Linked DNA regions of Rattus norvegicus: region 2 is linked to region 1. Evidence: chromatin contacts called from public Hi-C data. All regions are on one chromosome and are shown on one strand. Each heading gives the region's core, a stretch centred on a gene start, on an enhancer-like site or on the middle of the called end of the contact. The rest is flanking DNA. Distances are from core to core; before and after follow the strand shown.

What was found. Hi-C and Micro-C count contacts between places; a contact is called where the count stands out from the background.
Region 2: a Hi-C map of frontal cortex shows a contact between it and region 1, with 1.6 times the contacts expected there. The contact joins the promoter of Nap1l1 here to the promoter of Osbpl8 in region 1. A contact is called at or near these places in 2 of 12 Hi-C or Micro-C datasets (frontal cortex and mammary epithelial cells).

What each region holds. Positions count from the first base shown.
Region 1 is chr7:48,479,105-48,486,827 of GRCr8, reverse strand. It overlaps Osbpl8 (oxysterol binding protein-like 8), which reads right to left and starts at 3,569. Exons shown (of 24, transcript NM_001309455.2): 1 at 3,476-3,569.
Region 2 is chr7:48,816,663-48,824,385 of GRCr8, reverse strand. It overlaps Nap1l1 (nucleosome assembly protein 1-like 1), which reads right to left and starts at 4,837. Exons shown (of 15, transcript NM_053561.2): 1 at 4,693-4,837.

The DNA.
Region 1 (7,723 bases), core at 2,320-4,819:
TGGTTCTGCATGTATTCATTATTTTATAGGGAATGGGTCACAGAGGCTGTGTATGGCTATCAGAGGACAACTTAAAGGAGCTGCTGGTCTCCTGCCACCAGAAATCTAACTCAAAATGCCAGGTCATGAGGCTTGGTGACAAAGCCATCCTGTCAGCATGTTACGGCTGATCTTGAAGTCACTCTACAGATCGAGTAGGCTTTGACCTTGTGATCCCCTTATCTCAGACTCCCAAATAGCTGGGGTACAGGCCTGTATCACCAGGTCTAATTTTGGTTCATTCTGTCTTACACACGCTCTGAATATACCAGGTTACCTTTAACTACATGACCTCCACCAAAGCCTATCATAAAAATCCCCTTCTTCAAGAAGGTTCCCAGATTACACGGCTCCTTCCCTTCATCACCTCACTTTGAGTGTCATTAGCACACACTCCACTTGTTCTCCAGTCAGTGGGTAGAACTACAGTAACTTATGAACAGCATGGATGGTTGCTATTTTAGAGAGTTGTCACTGACTGCATTTTGCTTATTAGTTTCCTAGAACTATAACACAGGTAAACTTAGAAGTGTAAGTTCCAGGTGAAGGACCTCTTCCTTATGAGGTGTCAGATTCACAACATGTTTCAAGAACAAAGCTCCCTATGATTGTGTCTTCTAGAGTCTATCTGACTGCATGCTTTTATGAGAATATGCAGTACAGACTAAGGTAGAAGGATAAACCTAAAACCTCAGTTAGTATATACTGCCAGGAAATCTGCACATAGCTCACTTACTTACCTAGGGCACCATGCACAGGAAACCTACTTCACCACAATGCTGCAATTAAGTACTTCTCACCATCTCCTTGCACTTGGACATCTACATTCAACGGTTCTCCAACAAGGGATATGTGTGTGTGGGGTGTGTGTGTGTGTGTGTGTGTGTGTGTGTGTGTGTGTTTGTGTAGAGAGAGAGAAGATCTCAAGGCTAGCTGTAAACTCAAGGTAACCCTTCTTCTTCTACCTCCCAAGAGCACCAGCAAACACCACACCCAGTATCTCAGAAGCTCTTGCTGTTCTTATGGCTCATTTATAAGAATAAGATATGATCTTATCATATACTTTTGATTGCCTGGCATCCCAAGATTATTGTTATTCATGTTTACAACTTTGGATATAAGAATATCAAAATATGACACTATGAGTACTGTTGTAGGGTTACAAAACCTCTAAATATCAATTCTTTGTCTAAGTTATCTATCGTTGATGGATTAGTAATTACCCAACCAGGTTGAAACATACTAAAACCACCCAATGTTAAACTAAAACCTTGCAATTTGTCCTTTAAAAACAATGATCTTGGGGCTGGGGATTTAGCTCAGTGGTAGAGCGCTTACCTAGGAAGCGCAAGGCCCTGGGTTCGGTCCCCAGCTCCAAAAAAAAAAGAACCAAAAAAAAAAAAAAAAAAAAGATCTTTGTGTAATGGCACATTCTATAAGAAAATGTCATTTCAAAGGACTGCAAAGCTATCTCCAAAGTATATTCTTAACTCTCAATTCAAAAATGAATTCAGAAGCAAAAACCATTTTACCAAATATCTAAATCCTATGAATGTGTTAAGAAATGTTTCCTGAGGAGTTGGGGATTTAGCTCAGTGGTAGAGCGCTTGCCTAGCAACTGCAAGGCCCTGGGTTCGGTCCCCAGCTCCGAAAAAAAAAAAGAACCAAGAAATGTTTCCCAACTCCAAAAATGTAACAAAAGCCAGGCACAGTGGAATACATGTGACAGCCAGGAGGCTGAGGCAGGAGTATTCTGCCAAGTTCCAAGGCCAGTCTTAGCTACATGATGAACACCATCACTAGGCAGGTAACACAGCAAAACCCTATCTGAGAAAACAAAAGCAAGCAAATAAAAATTACAATTCTCAATGAAAAGACCATTTGCACAAATCAGACATGATCACAACAGTAATGATCGCAACTCAGTGCAAGAGGCAAGCCACGTCCAGTTTTAATTAAGCAAGCATTTCTAGGCACCTCTGTTGATCTTTGTGGCTCAAACTGTTCACATGGAATTTGACCGCAACAACTTAATCTCCATAATTAAAGAGCTTTAGGAAGGTCTTAAATTCCATCTATTCCCTTTGCTAACACTTTGAACAAGCGCACTGCAGTCGTTCTTGCTACAGAGAAAGATTGCATCCTTGCTATCATAAGAAAGAGTAACATGTTTGAAATTAGTTGGACTTTTAATAGAGTGCATTTTAAATTGCATGGCCTTTCCCTTCCTTCTCCAACCTGTTTTTATAAAACTAGCATTTTAATAATCTCACTACAAAACAGGTTCTAGCAAGCAAAGTGACTGATTCCAGTCTCTCAGCATGCTCGAATTTAGATGAAACCCCAAGGGAAGAGAAAGAAAAAGCGTAACAAGCAGTTTACCTATACCTCAATTGTTCTTTGGAATCCTTCAAGAGGCAAAAACAAGCTTTAAATGGTTATCTTGAAAGACCTATAGTTGCACTAATTTGGGGCTGCACTAATGTAAGGCTGTTTACAGTGAGATTACTTTTAAGAAAGCCCTGCTATACCCAAGGTATTCTAAATACTACTGTTACTTAAGTCTTCCAGCAGCAAAAAGGCAAAAAACTTCATTAAGTTATTGAAAGCAGATATGCTATCATCAGATAAGTTTTCCCATCTGTTTAGAGAGGAACCCAAGTTACTTCTTATTTCAGACGGCATTTAGTTAAAATGAAATTAGGTTATGTTTCACAACGCAGATGTCGCTCACAAAGAAGTGTTAAATGACTTTAGTGAATGGAAAATCTGCATCTACTGTTGCTTCGCATCAGCCGGTCTTGAGTGGGTTGCTCAATGAAGCAAAAGCATGCTCCATATGAAACTCCCTGGAACCTGATTACATTCTCCACAGTGTAGCAGCAAACAAAAACGTAAAAGTGCAGCGAAGACACCGCCTTTTCTCCAGTGTGGCAAGAAGGCCGTCCAAGCTGAGGTTTAAGGAACACCGCGACAGTCTCTGCAAAGGCGGGTGCGGTCTGCCTGCGCGCGGCACAACCTCTTCAGGGTCTGTCACAGGAAAACCCCAAGCCTTGCCTTAACCGCCCCGAGCGACAAAGCGATAGGTTTTCAACCCCTGCGCGGGGGCTTCCGGCGAGCCCCGGCGTAGCCCTGTCAAACTTCAGGAGGGGCAGACTCTCGGGACCCGGAACGCCGAGCCGCCCCCGCCCCCATCCCAGGTCCCTGCTGGGCACTGTACCGCTGCAGACGCACCTACCGCGGGCCCCAAAAACACGCCACCCCCGCCAGCCCTGCCAATCTCCCTCTCTAAAGGGACAAAGGCAGGAGAGGAACTCGCTGCGCGGGGTGCCCAGGAGTGCCCACGGCCCGAGCTCGGAACGTAGGACTGAGGGACTACAGTCACCCCAAAGGCACGACTCCGCTGCCCCCCAACGCCGGACTGAGTGCCACTCACCGATGCGGAGCCCCAAAGGAGGCGGCCCGCAGGCAGCAGGCTTCAACGGGATCACAGTGACGCCGGAATCCGGGGCCCTAGTGTCCGCTGGGACCCCCCAACTTCTCTCGGTCCCAGTCACGGCGGTAACTGCGAGCCAGCCCGATGGAGGGCACAGTCTAGCCGCGGTGGGGGCTCGGCCCGGAGCAACGAGAGAACTCCGACCCCTTCGCCCGCGGGCCAGGGCGGAACCCCTTCCTTCCCTACCGCTACCGCTCTCGGCGGTGGCCGAGTCGAGCGCTGCTGCCGCCCCGGCTGGCTGCCGCTGCCACTGCCGCTACCACCGCCGCCCAGCTGAGAGCGCGTCGCAGCAGAATGCTGTCATCCACCCTGACACCGCCTTTCTGGGCGCCGCGAGCCGCCACGAGCCTTCACATCCCAAAGCCCGCCCCTCTCGCAGCCCCGCCTCCGGCCCAGGGCTCTGGCTACGCCTCCTTCCCGTCACGTGACGCCGCAGGGAGCGGGCCCGGGTAGCTTCTGCTGGGCGGGCGCGCGGAGGAAACTGCTGGCAGCTCGTCGTGCTGGCGAGCTGTCACCTCGCCTCCGCGCCCTCGAGGTTCCTCCTCAGGAACCCCTGAGGTAGAGAGCCGCCCGCCCGCCCGCGGGTCCCCTGAGGTGAGGCCTTGTGGAAGGTGGGACCCCGGCCTACATCACCTGAGGAGGCCGCAAAGCGCTCACTGGGCAGGACCCGCCTCCCGACCTCCGGCCGGGTCCACTTCCAGCCCAACAGCCTAGAGGAGGCTGCGAGTAGCAATTCCGGCTGGAGGAGCAGTCTGGAGCAGCTGCTGCCTATTTCCAATGGCACGCTCACTGTGGTGTCTAATTTGCTGTTGGCCTCACAGGAGGTTTGCAATGTGGTTTTCAGTCACACTGGGATGCGAAGAACCTAGCAGGCTTTTGGGTTGGTTTTTTTTTTTTTTTTAAACATTCGTAGTCACGTTCAGAGTCCTCGGTGCCAGCTTTTACAGTCATTAGGTTTTACAGTGAAGTTGGTGACAGTTTGAACAACGTGGCAGTTTGATAGTACCTCTCAATTTGAAAATAGAGCCCAGTTTAACTCTTCATTTTGATGTTTTGGTTTTTGTTTTTGTTTTGTGTGTGTGTGTGTGTGTGTGTGTGTGTGTGTGTGTGTGTGTGTTTAGTACCTCAACACTTGGTGTTTTTTTTTTTAACCCTCGACCCCAGGAACCCCTCCCCATCCTGTTGAGAGGAAAGGAGAATTCATCACTGGAAGAAAGCCAGTTACAATACAGAAGAAGAGAAAAGCTACTAGGACTGAGTGCCTCTAACAAGGCTGTTTTGTGTGATAAAAATTCAATTCCTTATTCGATTATCCTTCTACTCTGGAACCGAGTTTGTTTTTTCTTTTTTAACTTTACACAATTTCCATTACATTTCTTGACAGGAAATCAGATGACATTCGGATCATCCAGATACTTAAATAGGCCACAGGATTCTGCCTATTACTGATGTACTTCATAGCAGCTCTAAAAAAAAACTGCAGACGTGGCCATTATGTTGCCCACAGAAAGAGCAACTTACTGCCCAGTTAAATTATGCCAGGCCACTGATCTTTAAGACACATCTTGATGCAGATATGTTAACATTTGAAGAACAATTAGATTTTCTCATGAAGGACTGTTCCAATGAGGGAAAGATTCCAAAACGTTCTTCTGTTAAGAAACCTAGGGACCCGAATGGAGGAGTTAGGGGAAGGACTAAAGGAACTGAAGGGGCCTTATCCGGCATTAATGGGAGGGGAGGCCCCTGGTCCTGTGAAGGCTTGATGCCCGGGTGTAGAGGAAATTATATTTGTGTTTCATATAAGCATAAGGGAAGTTTACTGTTTTGTGGTTCAGTTGGTTTTCTTCCTTGTTTTGGTTTTTCGAAACAGGGTTTCTCTGTGTAACCCTAGATGTCTTGAAACTTGCTTTGTAGACCAGGCTGGCCTCAAACTCACAGACAGCTGCCTGACTCTACTTCCTCAGTGCTGAGGCTGTGCAAGGCAGGAAACTTACTGTTATGTGATGATGGTAACATTCCAGTTTAGCAGCTGATCGAAACTTGTCACTTACCTGAAGCAACGTTCTTTTTATCCTGACTAACAAAAGCCAGTTTCGTTTTTTAATGAATTCAGTTTTAATGGACTACAATCTAAAAGATAAGAATGCGTAACATCTAAACCAAGCAAAAATTAGTTTGTGGGAGGCTGGAGAGATGAGCTCATCAGTTAAGAGTACTTGTTGTTCTTGCAAATCCTTGTTTCTCTTCCTAGCACCCACTCGGTAGCTGGTGGTTCCAGGGAGTCCCACCCCTTCTGACCACCTCAGGCACAGGGCATGCACGTGCACGCAAAACTCCCATACACGTAAAATCTTTTTTAAAAGTTACTTTGTGGGGCTGGGGATTTAGCTCAGTGGTAGAGCGCTTACCTAGGAAGCGCAAGGCCCTGGGTTCGGTCCCCAGCTCCGGAAAAAAAAAAAGAACCAAAAAAAAAAGTTACTTTGTGACTAGCCGGCCATAGTAGCCCATCTCTGTAGAATCCAGAGCCAGACTGTTCTTTCTACAGAGCAAGTTCCAGGACTACAGAGACTCCTAAAGAGAGACCCTGTATTTAAAAATAAATAATCAGGGTAAAAATGTGTCCCCTGTTGTTATTTAAATTGTATTTCTTACTGTGACTTGCAGTCAAATATATTTAAACAATGTTTCTAAAATACTAGATAACAAGAAAAATATATCTTCTTGGCTGCGTGGCTGTTTCCTTTGCTTTTACCCTGAGAATTAAAACCAAAGATTGCAACAAAGGAGGCAAATTGCCTTGCATAATTCTCTTCTGCCTCAGCCCCAATTTCTTCAATTGGCCTTTGAAAATCTGACCATTTGTGCACTGGAAAATGGGGTATGAGAAATAAGGAGACCTACATTAGAGACGTAGTTAATTAGATGTGTGTTTAGATAAATTACTCTGCATTGCCAGTTGTGATAAGAGCGAGGCTTTGGACTACATACTGATTACGGAGTGGTATCTTTTCTCCCCCAGTAGATGATGCTCCCCTGAGAAACAAGCTGTCAGTATACAGATTATGCAGATTCCTGACAGACTAGTTGTAGCTTCTTAGCCTCACTTTAAAAAGTTTGGGAGGTGGTCTAGGAGGCTCTCAAGAGTTCAGTTACACAGTGTCTAGGCTAAAGACCTGAGTTTGATGACTGGGACCTACAAGAGGAGAGTCAACTCCAACTTGTCTTATACCAACACATACACACATACACATATGTGCAAATACAATGTTTTTTTTAATTAAATGCTAGAGATGCGAATTAGTGATTAAGAGCTCTTACTGCTCTTCCAGAGAACCAGAATCCAGTTCCCAGCACCCATACTGGATAGCTCACAATTGGCTACAGCCAACTCCAGGAGATCCGATACCCATGTCTGGACTCCATGGGTACCTGTACTCACAAACACATAACTGAAAATGAAACCTTCTTTTAAATTGAATGCAAGTAATTGAAAGTAAAGAGGCTGTTGGAAAACAAATGTAGCTTTCTCAAACACTTCTATATCTCAATGCTAATATTTGTCATGAATAATTAATGGTTCTGACATATCACTGCTGAGTAGAATAAATATCCTCCATAACCAAACATGACAGAACCTTGTAATGGTAGCTATTCAGAAGACTGAGGCAGGAGGATTGAAAGTTCAAATCCAGCCCTGTCTAGTGTATCATAGTTTTTGTCAACTTGACACAAATCTAGACATACCTGGGAAAAGAGAAGGTGGATTAAGGAATTGCTTCCATCGAATTAGCCAATGGACTCTGGGGCATTTCTAGATTGCTAATTGACATAGAAGGGCCCAGCCACTGCAGAAGGTGCTATACCTAGTTGGATGGCCCTGGGTTGTGTAAGAGAGTAGCTGTATGTAAGTCTGAAGGAAAAGTTAGTATGCAGCAAAGAAGATATTCTTCCATGGGCTCTGCTTCAATTCTTGCCTTTGACTTCCTGCCTTACAGTCCCTTAATGATGGACTGGGAGCTGTAAGCCAAATAAACTCTTTTACCCCCAAGTTGGCGTCTTTGTAAAGCAAATCAGAACAGAAATTGGTACCAGGAACGTGAGATATTGCTGTAATTAAACCATGTTGTTTTTAGGAAGATTGTATAAGGATTTTGGAACTTTGGGCTAAAAATCATTGGTGAGTAC
Region 2 (7,723 bases), core at 3,588-6,087, 340 kb before region 1:
GATCTCAGGGAGGAAGAGTAAAGGGAGTTGAAGGAAGAAAACATCCTCTACAACAAGACAACCATCTATTATAAGATACCAAATATAGGGAATAACGAAATAGAACGTCCGGAATAAAAATAATGACATCAAGCTAAATAGGTTGGCTTAAGGATAAACTGGACTCGCTGAGAAGTGGACCATGTTCAGAGGAAGCTGGGAAGCCACACTGCAGCAAGCCAGGCCTGAGTGAGGAAGTCCTGGAGAGGGCTAGAGTAACAAAGTCTGAGACTGGACACAACACAGGCTAAGAAGTATAAAGGACAGAACATTAAGAAATGTCTAGAAGTGATGAAAGACACCAATCCACAGTTCAAAGGAATCCAGTAAACCCTACTCTCCTAATGAAGATAAACAACTGAGACAACAGGAAATGGCAAAGCATTGACAGGCAGTGGTACCCATGCTTGCTAGATGCTGACCCTTGAGTGTATTAACCAATGGTTTATTCCATCTGCAACCAAAAGCCTTTAAAAAACAAAGAAAATTAAATGAAGGGGAAGCAGCTAACTGGAAGCAGAAAATATCTCCAAGCAATGTCATTAGAAATGCTCTCTTACAAATAGCTTTAACTAGAAGTGACTGCAGGTACAGTCTAAAAAACACTTGGGACAGAGTTGGGCATACATCTAAATGTTTTTACATGGCAACACTATGTTGTTCAGGATGTACTCAAGCTGCTGAGCTTAAGTGACCGTCTGGCCCTTACCCTAGTGTGTCACCTAGTGATAGGTGTGTGTCACCCTATCCAGTAAATAAGAATCCCACCATCATTACAACAGTAAAATAATATACAACCCTAACCAAACCGTACTACCATGGGGGGAAAACTCAAGACCAGTATGTGACAGAAAAACTTCAGTGTGGAACCCAAGAGTGCACAAACCACCTCAATGGGAAAGGATGCTAGTTTCTAATTTTCCTTAAATCAATTCATCTGAATTAAGTAAAATCTTCAACAGAAAGTAGAAAAAACACCACAAAACAACTGATGACACAAAACACTCTAATCCAGTTTGTGGTCTTCTAATAGCCAGATGTCCAAGCATCCAGTATCAAAACTACTTACCACCTTCTGATGCATCATCACTTTCTGGGAAATTTCCCTGAGATATTAGCAGACAAATTTTTCCTCTTTAGAAAAATAGTGACTGCATGGTGAAGCAGGCAGTCATTTCATGATGAGAAAGAAACCAGAAACTCAATGACTTGGACCTTTCTTTCTCCCAGACCTCATTCCATCCCAAGACTTTCAGATGTTGACTGTTCTTTTGGAACAGTCTCCTTAATTCGGGGCTCAGCACCAAACATGGCTCCAATTCAAGCCTAAACAGCACTGTTTTAAACACTCACTATCCATTCTAGTGATAGCAAATCAAGTCACAACTGGCCAGGTATTAAACTCCCAAGCAAAATGACTACCTGAGACCACCACCTTCCATGTAAAAAAGAACCCAACAGCAAATGTACACATAGAAAGGACTAGCTACCTTCACTCACTAGTAACGATTTGTCCATATGCAAGTATGTGTCACAGGTAGCTCAGACATGCACTAAGGCTCTTAAGCAGCCACTACTGAATTACAATGCAGGCAAACTCCATATTGAAACAAAACCACCTAACTACACTGTAGCTTCTCCGCACAGCAAATCCCAGGACAGTGCTTTTAAATTTCACACCGATGTCCAGCACTTCAAGTCAGACACCATCTTTTAAAACTCAATATAAGGGGTTAGAGAGATTGCTTAATGTTCAAGAACCCTTGTTTTCCCTGCACAACCTGAAGCCGACTCACTTGGCAGCTCACAACTGTCGGAAACTCCAATCTGAGAGGATAACACCTCTTCTAAGTTTTACAAGTACCAAGCATGCACATGGTACAGACACGTAGGTAACACCCTCATACACAAAATGAAGCTTTAAAATTTAAAATCAACCTGTATATCTTCACTGCAAAAACCCAGTAACCCTAAATAAGCTTTTTACCACGCCAGACCTGTTTTCTACTTAAAATGTTAATACTACTACCTAAGCTCTATACAGTGAGACAACTTCAAACCTTTTTTTTTTTCTTTTCTTTTTTTTCGGAGCTGGGGACCGAACCCAGGGCCTCGCGCTTCCTAGGCAAGCGCTCTACCACTGAGCTAAATCCCCAACCCCTGAGACAACTTCAAAAAGAAAGAAAAGTTAATGCTATCTGACAGCATTGAATAAATGATCCATGTGGAATTTAAATAATGCCATGCCTTTAATCTCAGCACTTCAGAGCCAGGAGAATCTCTGAATTCAAGGGCAGTCTTGTCTGTACACAGTTTCAGGACAGTAGAGCTACATTAGAAAACCTGTCATAAAGCCTCAGTAATCTGTTCCCCTGTAGTATCATCCTTAAAAAAATTGTTTTGTAACTTTGTTTTGCTTACATTTGTGTCTGTATACCATGTGGGTGTTGGATGCCCTAGGACCAGAGTTTCAATTGTGAGCTGCCATGTGGGTGCTGGGAATTGAACCCAAGTCCTCTGGAAGAACCGTCAGTGAGTGCTCTTAAGCCAGCTCTCCAGCCCCTGCAATATTAATAAGCTACAGCTCCTTTTCCACTTTAAAAACAAATAACAATGTGAAACTTTGGAATATAAAAAAGTCCAAATTGTACAGGTTTACCAATGAGGTTACCAATCTTGCTAACCCAAGATGTAGTGGTTCCTTCCTGTCAACCCAGTAACATGGTCCAGTGGTCTCAAAGGATGTGTAAGGCAGCCACTCCCATGACCTTACCTCTAGCACGTACAAAAACTTGCTACTTGAATTAAACTAGGTTGAATTGAATTTAACCAATTCAACAGTTTTTCTGTAAAGCAAACCATAATTACCTTACCCTTTTCCAACTTTCCTCCCAATCCTCACAGGTTAACACTTCATACCCAGACAAATCACTTATCTGCTCATGGTATGAGATACAGATCAGAAAAGGCTTAGTTTTAGAATGATCACACGTATTCCTATAAAATAAGATTCTTTAATCCTTTGAGAACTTTAACTGAACAAAATAAGCAATGTATTTTGACATCATCAAATTCTTTTTTAGTCCCTTTCCAGTATTTATTGGTTTAGGTCACCTGAAGCCAACACAAGCAAGGAAATAAGGAGATAAACTATAGAATTTTAGACACATTGGCTTTGCCAAGAGTGTTATTTTTAATCTGATGAAAGGACAAGTGAGGTGCCACAATCAGTATTAAAGTATTGTCAATTATAGGGCCAAAGATAAAAACAAAAAAAGAACAGATTTTTTGCAACAGATAAGTCTAACAAAACTTTTCTTGCTGATGTCACGGGTCTTTAACTTCTATTTAATAATCTAAACGCTGACTTGAAAAGAACATGTATTAAGTCAAGATTTTATGACAGATGTCTAAGTCCTTACTAATGCTAAATTAAATCCCTCCAATCCAGACTTAGAATTAAAGTAGTCGTACAGTTTAGATCTGGGATGTATGCTTCAACAGAAAACAAGTTTGAGAAATAAGAATTCCCCAAGACCACTAACACCCCCCCACGCTTACTTGTAGTTTTAAAATAAATTAAATTTTAGGTACTCCCCTAACTCAAAGTATTCTTTGGATATTAAGTTTGAAAAGATGTTTTGATGGCATCTACTTTCAAAATTAGCAAACTTTATGTTGGCTCTCCTGAAATTAGAAGTGTTGGGAGTCAGGAGACAGCCTGGGTGCCTGAGGCATCCTTTGAATCTGAGAAGTCCTGCCCTCCAGACAGGACCCGTCTCCACCCTCTCTTCAAAGCCACTCCAGAGAGCTTTATAGAAATGTGGCGCACTGAGCTTGGTCTCGCGGCCCTTCCACTCCATTCCTAGTTTGAATCCTGGGGGCTTCCTGAAAGGAAGAACTACGCTGTTGGTCTAATAAACCACCCCCCCCCCAACAAGCCAGCCCTTCTCATTTTCGTCTCAGAACCATCTGGAGGTTTAAGGAGACTAGGATCAAATCTTTCCACAAATATACCCCGGCCGCGGGACCCATCGAAGTTCTAACTGTACCTGTGAGACACAAAACAATTCTTTTGTTAAAAAAAAAAAATAGCTAAGCTGAACGCTTTGCACGTGTTAACCCCTTAGAACCCTGGCGGTGGAGGCTGCTCGTCCCTCCATCCTCCCATCCGCTAGCACATTTTCCTCCAGGAAGACCGAGGGAGCCAGTGAGACCGTCTGGGGGGCTGGTACTCCTGGCGACCCCTCCTCCAACTCCAAGGGAGGTCGGGTGGGCCCCCGCAGGGGTCTCCGGCCGCCTGTGGCGTGGTCCCCACGTGCCCGAGCTCCTCCGCGCGGAGGCCGCGGCCTGCGCAGCCCCTCCCTGCGGGCGGAACTCGCGGCCACCGTTCCTTCCATGTCCCCCATCCCCGCGGCCTGCCTCGCCGGGATCCCCTCGTGGTGGGGTACACCGAGGCCGAGGAGGCCGGGGCGCCCCGCGGCGTGGCCTCCTCCTCCGCTCTCCCGCGGCCTCGCCGTCCCGCGCGCCCCGCAGCCGCCGGCGCTCCTCCGGGTCCCTCAGGCCGCACTGCCCCTCGGGAGCGCTTACCCACGGCCTCAGCCCAACACCTCGCAGGCCCCGCTCCCCGGCCATCCCAGTCCCAGCCGTTACCGTTCCAGGAGGCTCGGACGCGGAGCCGAGCGGCCGGAGCTGCGCAGGCAGTGACTCAGGGCGGCGGCGGCGGCGGCGGCGGCGGCGGCGGCGGCGGCGGCGGGAGGAGCGGGAGGCGGCGCCGCGAGCAGATGGCGCTAAAAAAGACCCGAGAGCCCGCGGCTCGCGCTCATATACAATTAGCGTCAGCACGTAGGGCTGCTCCGCCGCCCTCCCCCTGGCCTCGGCGTTGCTTAGCAACGGGAGCGGGAGGCGGGCCTGGGCCTTGTTGCCTGGTAACAGAGCCGTCTTTCTTCCCCGGCTCCTTAGGCTTCCCGCCAGAGGCGGTCTTCTGCTCCCCACCTCTTCTTCCCTCCCAGCTAGGGTGGAATCCCAATCTCACTGCAGCGACGCTTACGTCCCGCCTCTGGCTCTCCTTGCCCTTGGGTTAGGGACAGAAGCCTAGTATTAGGCTTGCAGTTGCCTGGCTGGGATTCCCATCCGCATCCAGGCCTAATCCCCGCACTCCTTTCTCCCTCCTCTCTGAAACCATTTTCCCACCCTGGCTAAGAACCACAGCTCTTTCCTTGTGACCACTGCAGCGGTGTCTCTACAACTTTCAGGGTGTTCCACATCATGTTTACTTGATATGCAACCCTTCGTTTCTGCGTTAGCTCATTTGAATGGAAGCAAAGAACTATTTTGCGTATTCTTACAGCTTTGTAATGGAAATGATCAGCGCGTCAATTTTTCATCTTCCTGAAAAAAGTTAACCAACCCTTAAGCTTATGAAATCTTGCAGCTATTTTTCAGTTGACTTCGAATCACCTGTTCTGTTAAACCTTTTGTCTTTGGTGCTTTGGGGTTTTGTTTTGTTAAGCAGGACCACACTGTGAAGCCCAGGCAGGTATTGAATTTTAAGTCTTTGGGTATGTGCCACAACGCAGAGATCTACAAATAAGACAGCTATGCTCCAAGTGTGGTCTGGCCTTCCACATACCCTTTATGGTGGAAGGTTAATCTGTCTATAATACTAAGGCGCTGTCTACGTTTTACATTCCCATTCTCCCACAAGCCTACACTGGAGTCTTTCAGACACATTACACATCGTAGGATAGGGCAACATTGGAAATAAAAACAGACAGACAGGAGAATCTGGTTATCTGTTGTGAAATCGGGCATGGAAGAACTTGGTAAAAAGTAATATGTGCATATAAAAGGCTGCGTGCTATTCTTATTTTAGGGAAAGAATAACTACTCTGAGGTTTTTGGATGCAGCTCACTTGGTAAAGAGCGCCTGCCTAAGATGCATGAAGCCCCCAGGTTCAAACCGTGGCATCACATAACCCACGAATGGCCTCACTTGCTGGAGTTGCAGCCCTACAGAGCTGGAGGCACAAGGATAAGTAATTTAGGTTCATAGACATAGGTTCCAGGACAGCATGGAATACTTAAGGCTCTATAGCAAAAAAAAAAAAAAGTCACTGTTAATTTCCAACAAGATAACTATCAGTATCTGGAATGCACACAAAGTTCTCTGGGGGAAAGAGGAGTGTGGTGTGTCACACACCAGTAGTTAAGCCAGAACTCTTCAGATAAATACCAGAGGATTTTGAATTCTAGTGTGGCCTGCCTACATAGGGAGACACTATCTTAAAGCTAAACAAAGCTTTGGGAATCTTCAGGCTTCTTTTGGTTTTTTGTTTTTGTTTGTTTTCTAAAAAAAAGGAAAGGTCCTAGGACATCTAAATATTAATTTCCTTGAAACTTCAAAGTGCCTGTAATCCTATTAGTTGTCCTCAGGAACATTAACCAATGCATGAAGCCGTTTACCAAAATCCTAAAACAGAACAAAAACAAAACAAAACAAAACAAAAAAAACACCAACAAAAAACAAACTCATTTATTATGGTATGTGTGTACCCTTGAGTGTATGCTCACCCACTAAGTATGTTAGTGTCCAGGCAGGAGGACAACTTGGTGTCAGCTGTCTCCTGCTACGTTGTCCCAGGGGTCTAACTGAGGTCATCAGGCTTGGTGCTACGCACCATGGGCTCGAACTTTTTCCTTTGGTACTCTCGAACCTTAGTACAGTTAGACTATTTTTCTAGCTCTCTATATATGCTTCAGTGTGCTCCCTTGTTTGGGTGCTTCAGAGGTGAGTCTTTGGGACTGAAAAATGGTGTATTCTTATTATATCCATAAAGTGGATGAACAAACGGTGAGTTCACACTGATCAAAGTCCTGTCTCAGGGCACAGTCCATTGGAGGCAAAGCCAGACTCCCTGTGCAGGTAACCCAGCATCAGAGCCTAAACAGAGTCTCTCCAGTTAACTGCATGGATGTAGTTCTGTGGCTTTAAGAATTCCCTTCCAGAGAGACAGGTGTGCAAGCAACCAGTTCTACCCTGCAGTGTGAGTACTTCCCGTGTGGAAGAAGACCTAGGGTGAGACTACAGGATCCACACTGAAAACAATCTCAAGAGAGAAGAATGCTTTGTGACATTAAGACCCACAGTGTTCTTGGCAAAATGGCAGCCATATGGAATAATGCACATAAAGTTCTCTGGGTGCGGTGTCACACACACCAGTTAAACCAGAACTCTGGAGATAAACACAGGAGGATTTTGTTGTTGTTTTTTTTTGTTGTTTTGTTTTGTTTTGTTTTGTTTTTTCGGAGCTGAGGACCGAACCCAGGGCCTTGCGCTTGCTGGGCAAGCGCTCTACCACTGAGCTAAATCCCCAACCCCACAGGAGGATTTTGAACTTTACTCCAGCCTGGCTTCGTAGCGAGACCCTATTGTAAAGCTAAACAAAGCTTTTGGAATCTTCAGGTGTTTTTTTTTTAAAGGAAAGATCCTGAGACATCTAAGTATTAATTTCCCTGAAACATCAAAATGTCTGTAATTAGCATGAGTCAAGTTGTTTAAGGTCATATGGGGAATCTAGGATCGAATCTAGAACTGTTCAAATGATCACCTCCTGTTTGCCAAGGTATAGAGTTCACGTTTAGGATAACACTCAAGCCTAGGTAGGCATCATGAGATGAGCTG